Regions from separate parts of the Mus musculus genome. Here region 2 is linked to region 1. The links are chromatin contacts, called in public promoter capture Hi-C maps. All regions are on one chromosome and are shown on one strand. Each heading gives the region's core, a stretch centred on a gene start, on an enhancer-like site or on the middle of the called end of the contact. The rest is flanking DNA. Distances are from core to core; before and after follow the strand shown.

Region 1 (6,695 bases), core at 1,930-4,429:
CAAGCCCATGTCCGTACCAGTTATCTGGCTGCTCTGGTCTCCAATTCCTAGAGACAGAAGATGGCTGTGAGCCCCGGGAGATCAGACTCTCAGTCATGTCGCCAGCCTTGAGACCCCCGGCCCAGGATGACACCAGCTACCCTGCCCGCAGACCCACACTCACTGGAAGCCTGTCTCGTAGTCTGTTCCATCCACCCATTTCCAGGGCCCGTTCTGGTCAGTTAGGCCAATCCAAGTGTTTAAGGGGCCCATGTGGCGCTGGAGGAAGTTCTGAGGAAAGAAGCAGACTTAGTGACCTCTCCTTTCCACCATCTAGCATCCCAGAAGAACCCAGCTCAGCGTGGCCTCACCTGCTCATCCCTGGAGGTCACCACCACCAGATGGGCATTTTCCAGCTGGCAGTACTTGTCAGCTTCAGTCCAAGGCCTCACAGAGCTGGAGAACCAGTAGCAGCTGCCTTCATACTCCACCCAGTTGATGGGGCAGCAGGTCCTTTCAGAGCCTGAGGTGAGGGAATGCAGGGTGAAGGGCTGAGCTGCTGCCAGGGTGGGGTGCTCAAGAAAGTGGGACTAGTACCCCCATCCCTCACCATTGCCCCGAAATGCAGCCATCTGGCAGCTCAAGCTTCGCACGTCAGACACTAACTGCTTCACGTGCAGTAGCAAACTGGAGTGATCTGGGGGCCGGGGGGATGGGGATGGGGGGGAGTGGCAGAGGACAGGAGGAGGCAGAGAGAAGAGGGGAGGAAGAAGGAAGAAATGAGGTGAGTGTGAACACTGGAGAACAACCAATCATCACAGGCTCCCTAGCCAAAACTTTGATCTAGGCTGCGAGATTTGGCCCCATGTCAGACCCCTCCCCCCACCTGACCTCCCCCTCCTCTCTCTCTCTCACCCTCACCCTCTCCCTTCCCTCTTTCTCCCCCTAACCTCTTACCCTTTGCCCCTCATTCCCTCTTCCTCCCCCCTCTCCCCTCCTTCCCTTCCCCCCTCACCCTCCCCTTCCCCTCCCCTCCCCCTTCCCTCCCCCCCCCCCGCCCCATCCTCACCTTCAGTCAGATCCTTCTGCTGTTTTTCCAGCTTCGACTCCACTAACTTCATCTTTCTTCCCACACTACTTCCTAGAGGATAAACTTGTTCAAAGTCCTGACAACCCCACCACCCCTCACCCAGACCCAGGCCCCAGACCCAGTCCCCCTCACCCTGGGTGCTCAGGGCCTTGACCTGGTCCTCAGTGCTCACAGTGAGGTTGCTGAAATTCTGCCTTAGAGCCAGCAGATCTTCCCGGAGTTGGGAATCTAAGCAAGAGAGGATGTGGGTAGAGAAAAATAAGTTGTCTGTGTCCACCAACCACCGCACCCACCGCTTGCTCACACACACCCGAAGTTGCCCCCTTTCTCTGCCCAGCCCTGGCCACCCACTTTGGGATGTGATCACACAGACAACCACCAGCAACAGAATGCTGAGGCTCGAGGAGAGCAGGAGGAGGCGGGATCCAGAGCAGAGTCGCTGCAAGAGCCGTGGAGTGGGAGGCGGCCCTGCAAGAGAGCGTATCAAGAGTTCACTACCTGGGCCAACCTAAATCCCGAGGTATTAGGAAGAGCGCAAACTAAGCTCTCCAGTAGACTAAGAGGGGCCGTATAGATTAAGAAATGTGGGCCGTGGACAACCCTGCAGGACCTAAAGATAGGGAAGAAAGGGGGTTATCAGAAGTGCAAAGCTTTGACCTGCCCTAGCATTCCCGAAGCCCTGGACCTCTGCTGCCACCCTGTGGCATAATATTGTCATTACAGACGATGAACCACGCCTGGGGAGTCATTGCTCCACCAAAGTGTGGGAAGGGTGGGTTTCCTCCTCTTTCCGTGAATCCTGTGCGTCTTTGGTTGCATGCAAGGAGAAAAGGTGAGCCTCTCCCACCAAGGGAGAAAATGACACTCAGTCCTGTCGGTTGGCCTGCGGGCTTTCCCTCCTGCCCCCCCCCCCCCGCCCCGTTTCCCCTCCTGTGCTCCTTCCTGCATAAAAGCACACTGCCCACCTGGGATACCTCAAGAGCTCTGTATTTGTTTGTACAGGCACACGACAGTCCCTGCTCAGAGGACAAAGTAGGGAGAGCAGATGCTTCATCTTTCATCCGTGCTGAGACCCTCAGCCCCCTCTCCAAGGGTCCCTTAAGTCAAACTGATCCTGATCACCTCCCATCCCCACCTCCACCTCCACATACACACTGTTGAAACTGAAGAAGAAAGGGACCTAACTTCAGACGGGGCTGACAATAAGCTCATGCCCCCGACCTTCAGTAGGCCCCACACCTTGGAGCCACCCTCTGCCTGGGGTCTTGAGAAATGGGTAACATTGGGAGGAAGCTTGGACATCTGTCACTGAGGATGCCAACACTATGCCCTGTACCCTATGTCCCAGCAAGAGTGATGCAGCCACTGTTTTCTGAGTGTATGGAACAGAGCTAGGGATCTCCACAGGACACAGGAGCTGAGTCGGAGGGACAGAGCCACTGATGTTCTCCTCCAGAGGGGAGAACCCCTCGCCTCTCTGAAAGGGAGCACCTCTCACCTCTCCGGAGTTGATGATGGTCATTATCATTGTCCAGGTGCTGGAAATCTTGATAATCCTTTGTCATGATGGCACTGGATCCGGACCTAGGACAGCCAAATTTAGAGCCTTTAGAGCTGAGGCCGAGGCTAACAGACTCAGAGCTGGATGAAGTCCAGTTCCCTTTTACATCTGACTAGGTGGACATACTTTCTGTCTCCCCTAACCCTATCTGCTCCCAAGCCTGACATCCAAAAATCTATCCTCTAGCTGGACATGATGACACATGCTTTTAATCCCAGTATTCAGGAAGCAGAGTCTGGTGGATCTCTGTAGGTTCGAGGCCAGCCTGGTCTACAGAGTGCATTCCAGACTAACCAAGGCTACATTCTGTCTAAGAAAAATCTCTCCTCTCCCATTCACACACACTGCGCATGTGAACCCATACAGCCACTCTCTCTTGGCTGTCACCCATCCCTTCTCCTCCTGCTGTACTTACTGAAGGTCCCTCAGCACCACGAAGAGCCCAGGCTAAGGAGGGGGCTGAAGCCTGAAGAACCAGGTGAAGAGCCCTGGGCAATGGGAGGGGAGGGGACAGGGTCCATCCAGGGCCCATGTGTGTCCGAGCACGCTGAACCTGGCATCACCAACACCGGGACTTTGAACCATAAACAGAGGTAGGAGTAGACTTGGAACTGGGGAGGTATAGGGGAGGAAAGAAGGCATGGGTGACCTCTATTCTATTTCTCAGAAAAGGGGAGTCTACACACACACACACACACACACACACAGAGGCACACACATCTACGCATGCACTTCCGCATGTTCAATACTTGTTACCTTTTTGTGGGTGAGACAGGCCTTAAAAGGCTAGGGAACAGTTTGCTGCTTGCCCTCAGAGCCCTCCCCCTTTCGGTCCTGAATTTCCCAGAATTGTCCGTATCTCCAAATATCCCTGACCAGGATCAGAGGCACCAACTGATTCCCCGCTCTTGCCCAATCCTGCCCTGTGACCTCAGTGTTATAATTGCAAGCTGTAGATTCCTGGGGTCTCAGCTCCAGGCTCCTCAGCCCTAACCTGACTGACTCACTCTATGGTAGTCCTCCAAGCAGCGCAGTGGTAACAGGAGGAGCAGCTCCCCTCTAGGATCAGGGCCAAGAAATCACTGATTCTACCATATGCCCCAGGACTTCAACCTTTCTCATCCCCAGAGAACAACCCATTCTGCAGGCAAGAAAGCTGAGGCTCTGGAAGACAAGGGCTTCTCAAAGCCATACTACACAGAAGAGCACAGACTAACACCCGGGCAGCCCAACTCAGTGACCTGTGTGCTGCCTCCAGCACCTCACTCAGAATGGGATCCTTAGCTGTCCCACGCACCAGGTCCCCAAATCCCCAGAGAGGCTTAAACATGGCCCCTCATGGTCCTGAGAGCTTCAGAGAGGCCTGTCAGAACTCAGGCTTGGGACAAGAGCAATATTCAACATATAATCCTCCTCCTGTTAGGCTCCACAGTGAGGAGTGGCCTCTGTGGCCGTCTAGAGCCTGTGAGCTATTCAGGAAGGTGCCGCTTACATAAATCCAACTACTCTGTGCGTCCTTGCTTGTCTGTGTCCTAAAAATCCGCATGTTTACATGAACCGGGCTTGCTGCCAGCGATTTTGGTGAAAATTGGGCCATTAATTTAACACTCTCTGATTTTGCCACTTACAATCTAGTTTATTCTGGCAAGCAAACAGATACAGATCCAGTCTGAATAGTAGCTCTACTCATAGAGGTAGGGACTAGCAGGGGGCACCGAGCCTCTTGCTCTCTCAGTGCTAGAGAGACCTCAGCCCTAGCTTGTAAAACTGGAAAATGCTGTAAACTCAGGATTTTTGCATCTTTCTATTTGCATATTGTCCTGGAAGAAGGCATTTTGAAATACAGTTCATACCTGAGAGCCATGCCCTAAGCTCATGGATCAGAGAGCAGTACTGGACTAATGTTAACACACATGCTTGAATAAATGTTAAGTGTGGATTGTGGATGTATGAATGAGTGTGTGTGTAGTTTTTCATCCCTTTTCAATAGATTTCTATTTAGAGAGATACATTTTATAATATATATTATACATATACTATGTATAAGTATAATATATAACATATAACATAGTATATATACATATGTATATATATATCCCATTGGATATGTGTACCAGTCATTTACCACAAAGTAAGTACCCCACAACTTAGCAACTTAAACAATAAACACAGACCATCTCCACTGTAAAGGTTAAAGTGCGGCTTCGACCATTGGTTCTGACTCAGAATAATCTCTCCTGAGGACACAACCATGATCTCAGTCAGTGCTGTGTTTGTTGAAAGACTGGACTAAGGCTGGAAAATCAACTGCCAAAGTGACTCACTCATAGGACAGGCAAGTTACTGTGGGTTGCTGCTTAGACTCCTCTGTTCCTCACCACACAGGCCTGTCCACGAGGCTGCTTGAATGTCCTCCTGACATGACGGCAGTGGGCTTAGCACCACACAGCCCATCATTTCCATGCCGTCCTCTGGTCTCCCAGGTCAGCCCTCCTTATCATGGAAAAGAACCACACACAATGTAAGTCCCAGGAGGCGAGAAGCCCTGGGACCTTCGAGGGGCAAGTAATCCCATATCACGGGCTCAGAGATCTCTTACGGATAGAACTACATAATCAACATATTTAGAGACTGTGTGGCTATATTCCAGGGCCATGAAGAGTTGCAAGTTGGGCTGGAGGTGCCATGACTTGGCGGTAGAGAGTTTCCCTGGCATGCCCAAAACCTTGGGCCCAATCCCCAGGATTTCAACAAAGGGAAGGGGAAGGTGCAGGCCAGACAGTGATGAGGCCAGATATCTAAGGGACATAGTGGCCTGGCCTTGGTGTGGAAATTGGGTTGGTCGGAGGGGCTAAGTGGCCCAGAGGCAATGAGATTGGTCAGGAGTATGCCTTGGAAGGGTATATCTCATCCTGGGACTGTCTGTCTGTCTCAATCTCTGTCAATCTCAAAATCTCTCTCTCTCTCTCTCTCTCTCTCTCTCTCTCTCTCTCTCTGCACTCTAGCCGCTCTGAAGTCAGCAACCTTCTCTACCACCCCCCACCCCCCACAGTGCCATGATGTTCATTCTCGCCACAGGCTCAAGGCAACCAAGCCAGGCAACCATGGGTGGAGCCCGCTGAAACCCTAGGCCAGGGCAAACCTTTCCTCCTCTGTCTTCCCAGGTATCTTTTCGTAGCAGCAGCAAACGTAGATGAGATCCCTGACCAGAGGAGGGCAGAGAATGGGCTCCAGTGCTGCCAGCTGGAGCTGCAGGAGACCAAGAAGAAAGAGAGAAATGAGTCTCTTTTGGGGGAAAGTAGAAACAAGGAAGATTTTTCAGGTTGTGAAAGGCCCAGACAGCTACAAAGCTGAGGAGGAGTGAGCCAAGGTGAGTGAGTGTGTGACGCTAAGGATGAACAAGGGGTGCCAAGGATGGGGGGCCCAGAAGGGGGTGGGGGAGAAGCCTGAAGCCTGTTATTAGACTATTCTGGGCTCATCTGAGAAGCTGGGTTAATGCCCATCTCAAGGGTTTGTTGAAGTTAAAGACAATGAGTCGGTTGTACTTAGTTCCGCAAGAGCCCATGCCGAGCGCTGTGTACTGAGCGCTGTAATGGTTTCTTCTCACCAGCAGCCCAGCAAGAGTTAGACTGTGTCTTGGTTACTTTTCTCGTACAGTGAAGAGACACTATGGCCAAGGCAAGTTGTTGAAATAAGTAAATAAATAAGGCATTTGGTTAGGGGCTTGCTTATAGTTTCAGAGGATGAGCCTGTGGCCAACATGGCAGGGAGTATGGCGGTGGCAGGCAGATGCGATGCTGGAGCAGCAACTGGGAGGGAGCGCATATCTGATCCACAAACAGGAGACAGAGAGAGCAAGACTGGGTGGGATTTTTTTAGACCTCAAAGCCTGTCCCCGAGTGACACACCTCCCCTAACAATAACACACCTCTTAATTCTTCCCCAAACTGTTCCACCAACGAGGGATGAAACATTCAAACCTATGAGTCTACGGAAGGCCGCTCTCATTCAAACCCCCACAGGTTAGAACTCTCAGCTCCAGAATGGGCATGGGGATACACAGAA
Region 2 (6,684 bases), core at 1,381-3,880, 490 kb before region 1:
GTCTCCCTCTTCCTGCCCACTGATGCCTTAGCTCCAGCCCTTGCTCACCTCTTGGACCATCGATAACAAACTTGGTCTCGGCCACAGAAGGTGAAGCCGGGAACTCGATGCCCGCCCGAGCGCTTCCGGATCACCCCTTCCCTACAGGGACAAGCAAGATCATTGGGGACCCTAGGCACACTGTACCGAGTTTTATTTTCAAGCAGGAAGATGGAGACTTATGCCTGCTGAAGGCTGGGTAAGGAGTTCCCACACTCACAGTCCTTTGGAGCCAAGGTCTGGGATAAAGGAAAGTTGACTGACTTCCAGAAATTCTGTCTGCAGAGGAAGAAATAAGTTTAGGGGGAGACTTGGCTTTCAGCCTCCCCTGCCCTACTAACTCTGCACCCTTTGTCCCCTGGGGATCTGATGATCCTCATCTACTTCAAAAAACACAAGCATCCTAGGGTATGTTGGCACACACCTAATACCAGCACTTGGGAGCAGAGGCAGGTGTATCTAGGTCAGTTCAAGGCTAGCCTGGTCTACACAGAAAGTTTAAGGCTAGCCCAGGTTTTACAGTAAGACCCTGTTTTGTTTTGTTGTTAAGAATAAAAACAGGTGGGCTAGAGAGATGGCTCAGCAGTTAAGAGCACTGACTGCTCTTCCAGAGATCCTGAGTTCAAATCCCAGCAACCACATGGTGGCTCACAACCATCCCTAATGAGATCTGAAGCCCTCTTCTGGAGTGTCTGAAGACAGCTACAGTGTACTTACATATAATAAATAAATCTTTAATTAAAAAATAAAAACAGGAGGGAGAGAGAAGGATCCACCCAGGCATCCAGGACCTTACCATGGCGTGGTAATTGCGATAGAAAGACATGGTCAGGAGGCGGTTGAGGTAATTTTCCAAGTATTTCTGAAGGGAGACGGAAAAGAAACAGATGTAGCCAGAACCTTTTGCATACTGCACACCTTGCTACAGGACCTGCTGCATACCTGTTTGCTGGCTGTGTGTCTGGCAGAGCCCTCAGAACCTCCTCGGGGTAGGGAGGGTATATCCTCGGCGGCTGCCTCTCGGGCTGGAGAATGGGTCACAGCAAAGCTACAGAGATGAGAGAAGACTCAAGAAGGAGCTGGAGACGGGGCCTTGGAGGAAGAAAGGCTAGCAGAAGAAAGAAAGAAAGAAGAAAGGCAGAAGAAAGAAAGGGTCTCTGTCCTGGGAATGGAGACAACTGGGAGGAGGGGGTTGCTAAGGACAATTCTGGGCATCCAGCCTGGCTAAAATATTGGCACAGTACTATGGAGGAGATCCAAGCAGGGAAAGTTTCCTGGGAACCAGGGACAAGGGAGGGGGCACGGCACAGAGCTGAGGAAGGAAAATGCCCAGGGGATAAGAGTCAGACAGACAGGAGTGAGTGAGGCTGCCATGGGGTGAGAAGTACCTGCCTTTCACGGGAAGCAACCGAGTTCTACTCACCGAGCCAAAGGGAGCAGACTCATCAAGACTTTGTGTCTCTGGAGGTCCCGATGCAGCTCCTGAAAGTGTCGGAACTTCTTCTTGGTTGTCCAGGTAAAGTCACCATGCGTCAAGCGAACAGAATATAGAGTACAGGTTCCCACCTGGGGATATGAAAATCTAAAATATGTCTTCTGGCCCAACCCAGGCCTCCACTTGGGCCAGGACTCCCTCTCTCGCCTTCCCTGGTATCCGCTGGTGACTGACCTTGGATCCGCTGGTGTATCTTTCGGTGCCCACCACCTGGGCTATAACAGGGACCCCAGGGGCGAACACCAAGGGGTGTGCTTTCAGAGGCTGAAGGTCATAGATGGCCAGATAGGGATGCATTCGATCAGCTGGGAGGGGAAAAAAGCAAAACAAAAACAAAACAACCCAAGGGTGTAAAGATCTCAGGAGGCCTCAGATCCCTATCTCCCCTCTCTGGGAGCCATCTCCCTCTATACCTGGATCCTCTCCTTCCCTCAGAGTGTCAACCTCATCTGGCTCCATGTGCAACTGGCTGGAGTTCAGATAGTCCCCATAGGGAAAGAGGTTCTTCTGGGTTACAGTCATCCTAGGAATATGAGGAAGCCTCAGGAAGGGACTCGCCCTACAGAAACACCCCTTCCCCATCCAACGCCCCCGGTCGGTCCTCTCCCGTCTTACTCAGTGACTCTCAACGTCTAGGGTTGTAGACCGACGCCCCTCTAACACCCACCCCTGCAACCTCCATTCCCTCCCCCAGCCTTCAACCAGAGCCTCTCAGCCCCGCTTCTCATTCCAAATTCAGGTCCAAAAAAGCACCTAGCTAAGGTGGGATGGCCTCGAACTGGGGCGAGGTTAAGTCCAAGGGAGGAGCCCTGGTGACAGCGAGGCTCGAAGTCAGGTCAGACTGGCTGGAAGCAAGGGTCCGGGCGGGAATGAGGAAGTTGCGCGCTCCCCGCCCAGGAGAGAGATCCCGAAATCTGGACGAGCGGCTGAGTCAGAAGGCCGTTGCAGCTCCAGCCCGACAGCGTCCCCGCCCGGTTCCCGGGGCTCCGGACCTCAGCCGCGCCACGTCCCGGGCCCCCGCACCCTGGATGCGGACCCCGGCGCCCGTGCGGGTTCGCAAGCAGGCAGAACTCAGCCAGGAGCCTACACCCCAGAGGGCCGGGGCGGGGCCGGGGTTCAGAGCCTGCCCTCGGGGGGCGGGAAGGCCCCCAGGGCTCACCTCCACGACTGTCGCGTCGACTGGGTCCCGCCCCCGCCGTCCTCTGCCCGCCCTGCGTTAGAGACGCCCGGGCCCGGGCCGCCCACTCCGGAGGCCGCCCACTCCCCAGGGCTGTCTTCTTCCTCCAGCTGCCCTCGGGGCACCTGCTGGCTATGTCCAGCACCCCCCAGTGTGCGATCCACGTAGTGCACATTCCTCTACTGCGCGCGCGCGCGCGCGCGGCCATTGGGTAGTCTGGTCCCCAGCACTGCCTGGAATCCGGGCAGAACGGCCTGGGTTGCGAGGACCTGCAGATGTCCCCTTGGTGGGCCCGGTACAGATAGCCTTTGTTGATGGAAGGTAATAAGAGCATAAAAAGCCGAGTGACTGCCAAGTTCGTTGCTGTATGAGAAATCGCATTCTTCATTCTTGAAACGCTCTTTTAACGCAGGAGTGATTAGCCCGACACTGAGCGACAATAACAGACCAATTTCGGAACCTGGAACCTAATCGCCTGTAAATTTCAGTCTGGAAAAAACTTTTTTTCCCCAGATCCTAAAGGCTGTCCTTTTTTTCCCTTCCAAATTTCCGCTGAATCATCATTTGAATTGTTTTAGGTTTTGTTCACTGGAAATGAACCTCCAATAAACATTTATGTGCCAGTCATTTTTGTGGACTTATTATTTTAATTCCTCTTCTGTAAACAACTAGAGTGGAACTACTGGGTCATATAAGTGTATGTTTAACTTACTGTTTGCTGTCGAGGTCTGGGCTTGGCAGTTTGTAGCTCAGCAGCACAGAGAATTGGAGAGAGTATTGTGAAGCTTGGGCATTGAGACCAGCTGAGGCTACACAGCAAAACACTGCTGAAAAAACAAACCCCGGGGCTGGAGAGATGGCTCTGTGCATGAGCTGAGGACCTGAGTCTGATTCCTAGCACCCACATGGCTGCTCACCAAGCAGTCCCCAGGGGATCTGATGTTCTCTTCTTGCCTCTGTGGCCACTGCACACACAAAACATTTATACACACAAAGCCAAAATAGAGAAAACAATTAAATACAAAAACTTTCCAAAATGGCTCTTCTATTTTATATTTCTAAAAACCAGTGTATGGTACTTCTGTTGTAGCTGCTCCATAGCACGGTGCACATTCAATTCCATAGATCCTTCCTGTTATCCATTAGAGTGGTCTGAAAGGTTTACCACTGCAGTCTTAATTGTACATCTCTGAATATTAACAGCGTTAACTGTATTTCCTATTGTCTTAGTTAGGGTTTTACTGCTGTGAACAGACACCATGAAAGGCAACCCTCATAAGGACAACATTTAATTGGGGCTGGCTTACAGGTTCTGAGGTTCATTATCATCAAGGCCGGATCATGGCAGCATCCCAGGCAGGCATGGTACAGGAGGAGCTGAGAGTTCTACATCTTCATCTGAAGGCTGCTAGCAGAATACTGGCTTCCAGGCAGCTAGGATGAGGGTCTTATAGCCCACACCCACAGTGACACACCTACTCCAACAGGGCCACACCTTCTAATAGTGACACTCCCAGGGCTGAGGATATACAAACCATTACACATATGCTTAAGTATCTTGATAAAGTATCTGTTCATCTTTTCCTAATTAAAAACCTTAATACATATGTGCATATCTATATATTAGATAGGATACCTCTATGTCAGTGGTTTTTCAGCCTGCAGATATCCTGCATATCAGATATTTACATTACAATTCATAACAGTAGCAAAATTACAGTTATAAAATATCAATGAAAATACTTTTATGGTTGGGGCTCACTACAACATGAGGAATTGTATTAAAGGGTCACAGCATTAGGAAGGTTGAGATCCACTGCCCTATGTAGTCCTGGCTGGTCTTGAAATCACTATATATAGATAAGGCTGGTCTCAAACTCACAAGAGATCTGCTGTCTTTTCCTCTAGACCCTACATACACACACAAAGTATTTTTTTAAGTTAAAAAAAAAATCCAGTTGGGCAGTAGTCATTCATGCCTTCAATCTCAGTATTTGGGAGGCAAAAGCAGGTGGATTTTTTTTTCTTTTTTGTTTTGTTTTGTTTCCTTTGTATGTGCATGAGTACTTTGCCTGCATGTGTGTATGTGTGCCATGTGCATGCCTAATACCTGTGGAGGCAAGAGGACAGTGTGACCCTGGGACCAGACTACTTACAGTTGTGAGCTGTTATGTGGATGCTGGAGATCGAACCTAAGTCCTTTACAAGAGCAGCCAGTGTTCGTCACTACTGAGCCACCTCTCCAGCCCCTCAGGTGGATTTCCATGAGTTCAAGACCAGCCTGGTCTACAGAGCGAGTTGCAGGACAGCCAAGTTTACATAGACCCTGTCTTGACCCCTCTCCCCTAAAATATAAGCATATGTACAGAAAAATGTATACTCAGATGCTCAGAGCAGCATTATTGCTAACAAGCAGAAAGTGGAAAGGAGCCGGATGGTAGCAGTGCATACCTTTAATGTCAGCATCAAGAGGCAGAGGCAGAGACACAGATTTCTGAGTTCAAGGCCAGTCTAGTCTACAGAGTGAGTTCTAGGACAGCCTGGGCTACACTGAAAACCTTATCTTGAAAAAGCCAAAAAGAAAGTGGGAAGGAGACAAAGGGACACGCTGATGAAGATATAGCCGTGCCCTGGACTATTCGGCCATAAAGAGAAGCTATGTATTGATGCATACACTCCTCACAGGAAGGAACTTTGAAAACATCGAGCTAAGTGAGATAGACAAAAAGCCACGCTGTAAGACTCCACAGCATGGTCATTACTTTTCTCCTTGCTGTGACCAAATACAGGCATAAAGCAATTTACTGGAGATATGTATGTATGTATGTGTGTATGTATGTATGTATGCATGTAGTTAGTTAGTTAGTTAGTTAGTTAGTTAGTGGCTCCTGGTTTAAGGGAACACAGCCCACCACAGGCAGAAAGGTGCAATGGTGGACTACTTGCTCATCGGGGGAGACAGAGAACAGAAAGGTGAGTATTGGTACTAAGATGGTTTCCCATGGTTCCCCTTTTCCTCACCGCAGGACTCCAGTGCATGGGATGATACCATCCACATTCAGCTCAGGTCTTTCTTCTTCAGATCCGTGTCCCTGGACAGCAGAGTTGGGAGTTACACTTGTATTCTCAGCTTAGACCACTGGAGATCATTAGGAGTTTGAGGCCAGCCTGGGCTACAAAGTGAGGTCCTAGCTTTAAAACAAACAAGCAAACAAACCTCCTCTCTGAAAACATTCTCACAGGATTGCCCAAAGTATGCTTATTCATGCCTTAGGTGTTGTTGTTGTTGTTGTTGTTGTTGTTGTTGTTGTTGTTGTTGTTTAGAGGCTGGCCTACAGCTTGCTCTGTAAATCAAGCCGGCCTGGAATTCAGAGATCCACCAGCCATTGTCTCCTGAGTGTCGGGATTAAAGTTGCATGCCACCACAGCAAGCTCAGGTAAGTGTTTTTTTTTTTTTTTCATTTTACCTGTATGTGTGTATGTTATGAATGTATGTATATACACCATGTGCATGCAGGAACCCAAGGAGGTGGGTCAGAAGAGGGCCTCAGTTGCTCTGGAATTGGAAGTACAGGGGATTGAGAACTGCTCTGAGTGCTAGAAACTGAACCTAGGCCTTCTGTAGAAACAGTAAGTGCTTCCAACTGCCGAACCATCTCTTCAGCCCCACTCAGGGTGGTTCTTAATCTAATCAAGTTGGCAATCAAATTATCCATCACTGCTCTAAGCCCTGATCTGAGCAAATCACAAGGAGAAGTATTTGGGGGTGGGAGGGTTGGGCAGAGAAAAGGTAGAAGGGACGGACCGGCTTTTCCTGTATTTTGTCTTAGATGTTGCTTCAAAATATAGCAAATAAGTATCTTATCAATATAGATTAATCTAAAGAAAGAAAGAAAACAAAAACAAAAAACAAGAAAGACTAACCAGCACACTATGGACTGCTCAGGATAAAGAAAGTCCACAGAGAGACAGG

What was found. Promoter capture Hi-C pulls out the DNA fragments that hold promoters and counts their contacts.
Region 2: a promoter capture Hi-C map of liver shows a contact between it and region 1, with 2.2 times the contacts expected there. The contact joins the promoter of Pld2 here to the promoter of Asgr1 in region 1. A contact is called at or near these places in 6 of 39 promoter capture datasets (the 3T3-L1 cell line, cranial neural crest, hippocampal neurons and 2 more) and 1 of 484 Hi-C or Micro-C datasets (liver).

The regions. Positions count from the first base shown.
Region 1 is chr11:70,050,839-70,057,533 of GRCm38.p6, reverse strand. It overlaps Asgr1 (asialoglycoprotein receptor 1), which reads right to left and starts at 3,179. Exons shown (of 9, transcript NM_009714.3): 1 at 3,046-3,179; 2 at 2,568-2,653; 3 at 1,421-1,537; 4 at 1,202-1,297; 5 at 1,049-1,120; 6 at 590-676; 7 at 351-502; 8 at 164-270; 9 at 1-47. The coding sequence starts at 2,634.
Region 2 is chr11:70,536,218-70,542,901 of GRCm38.p6, reverse strand. Pld2 (phospholipase D2) reads right to left here and starts at 2,630. Exons shown (of 25, transcript NM_008876.3): 1 at 2,288-2,630; 2 at 1,948-2,057; 3 at 1,709-1,839; 4 at 1,463-1,605; 5 at 982-1,087; 6 at 836-901; 7 at 260-318; 8 at 49-141. The coding sequence starts at 2,056. It also overlaps a transcript of Gm40193 not described here.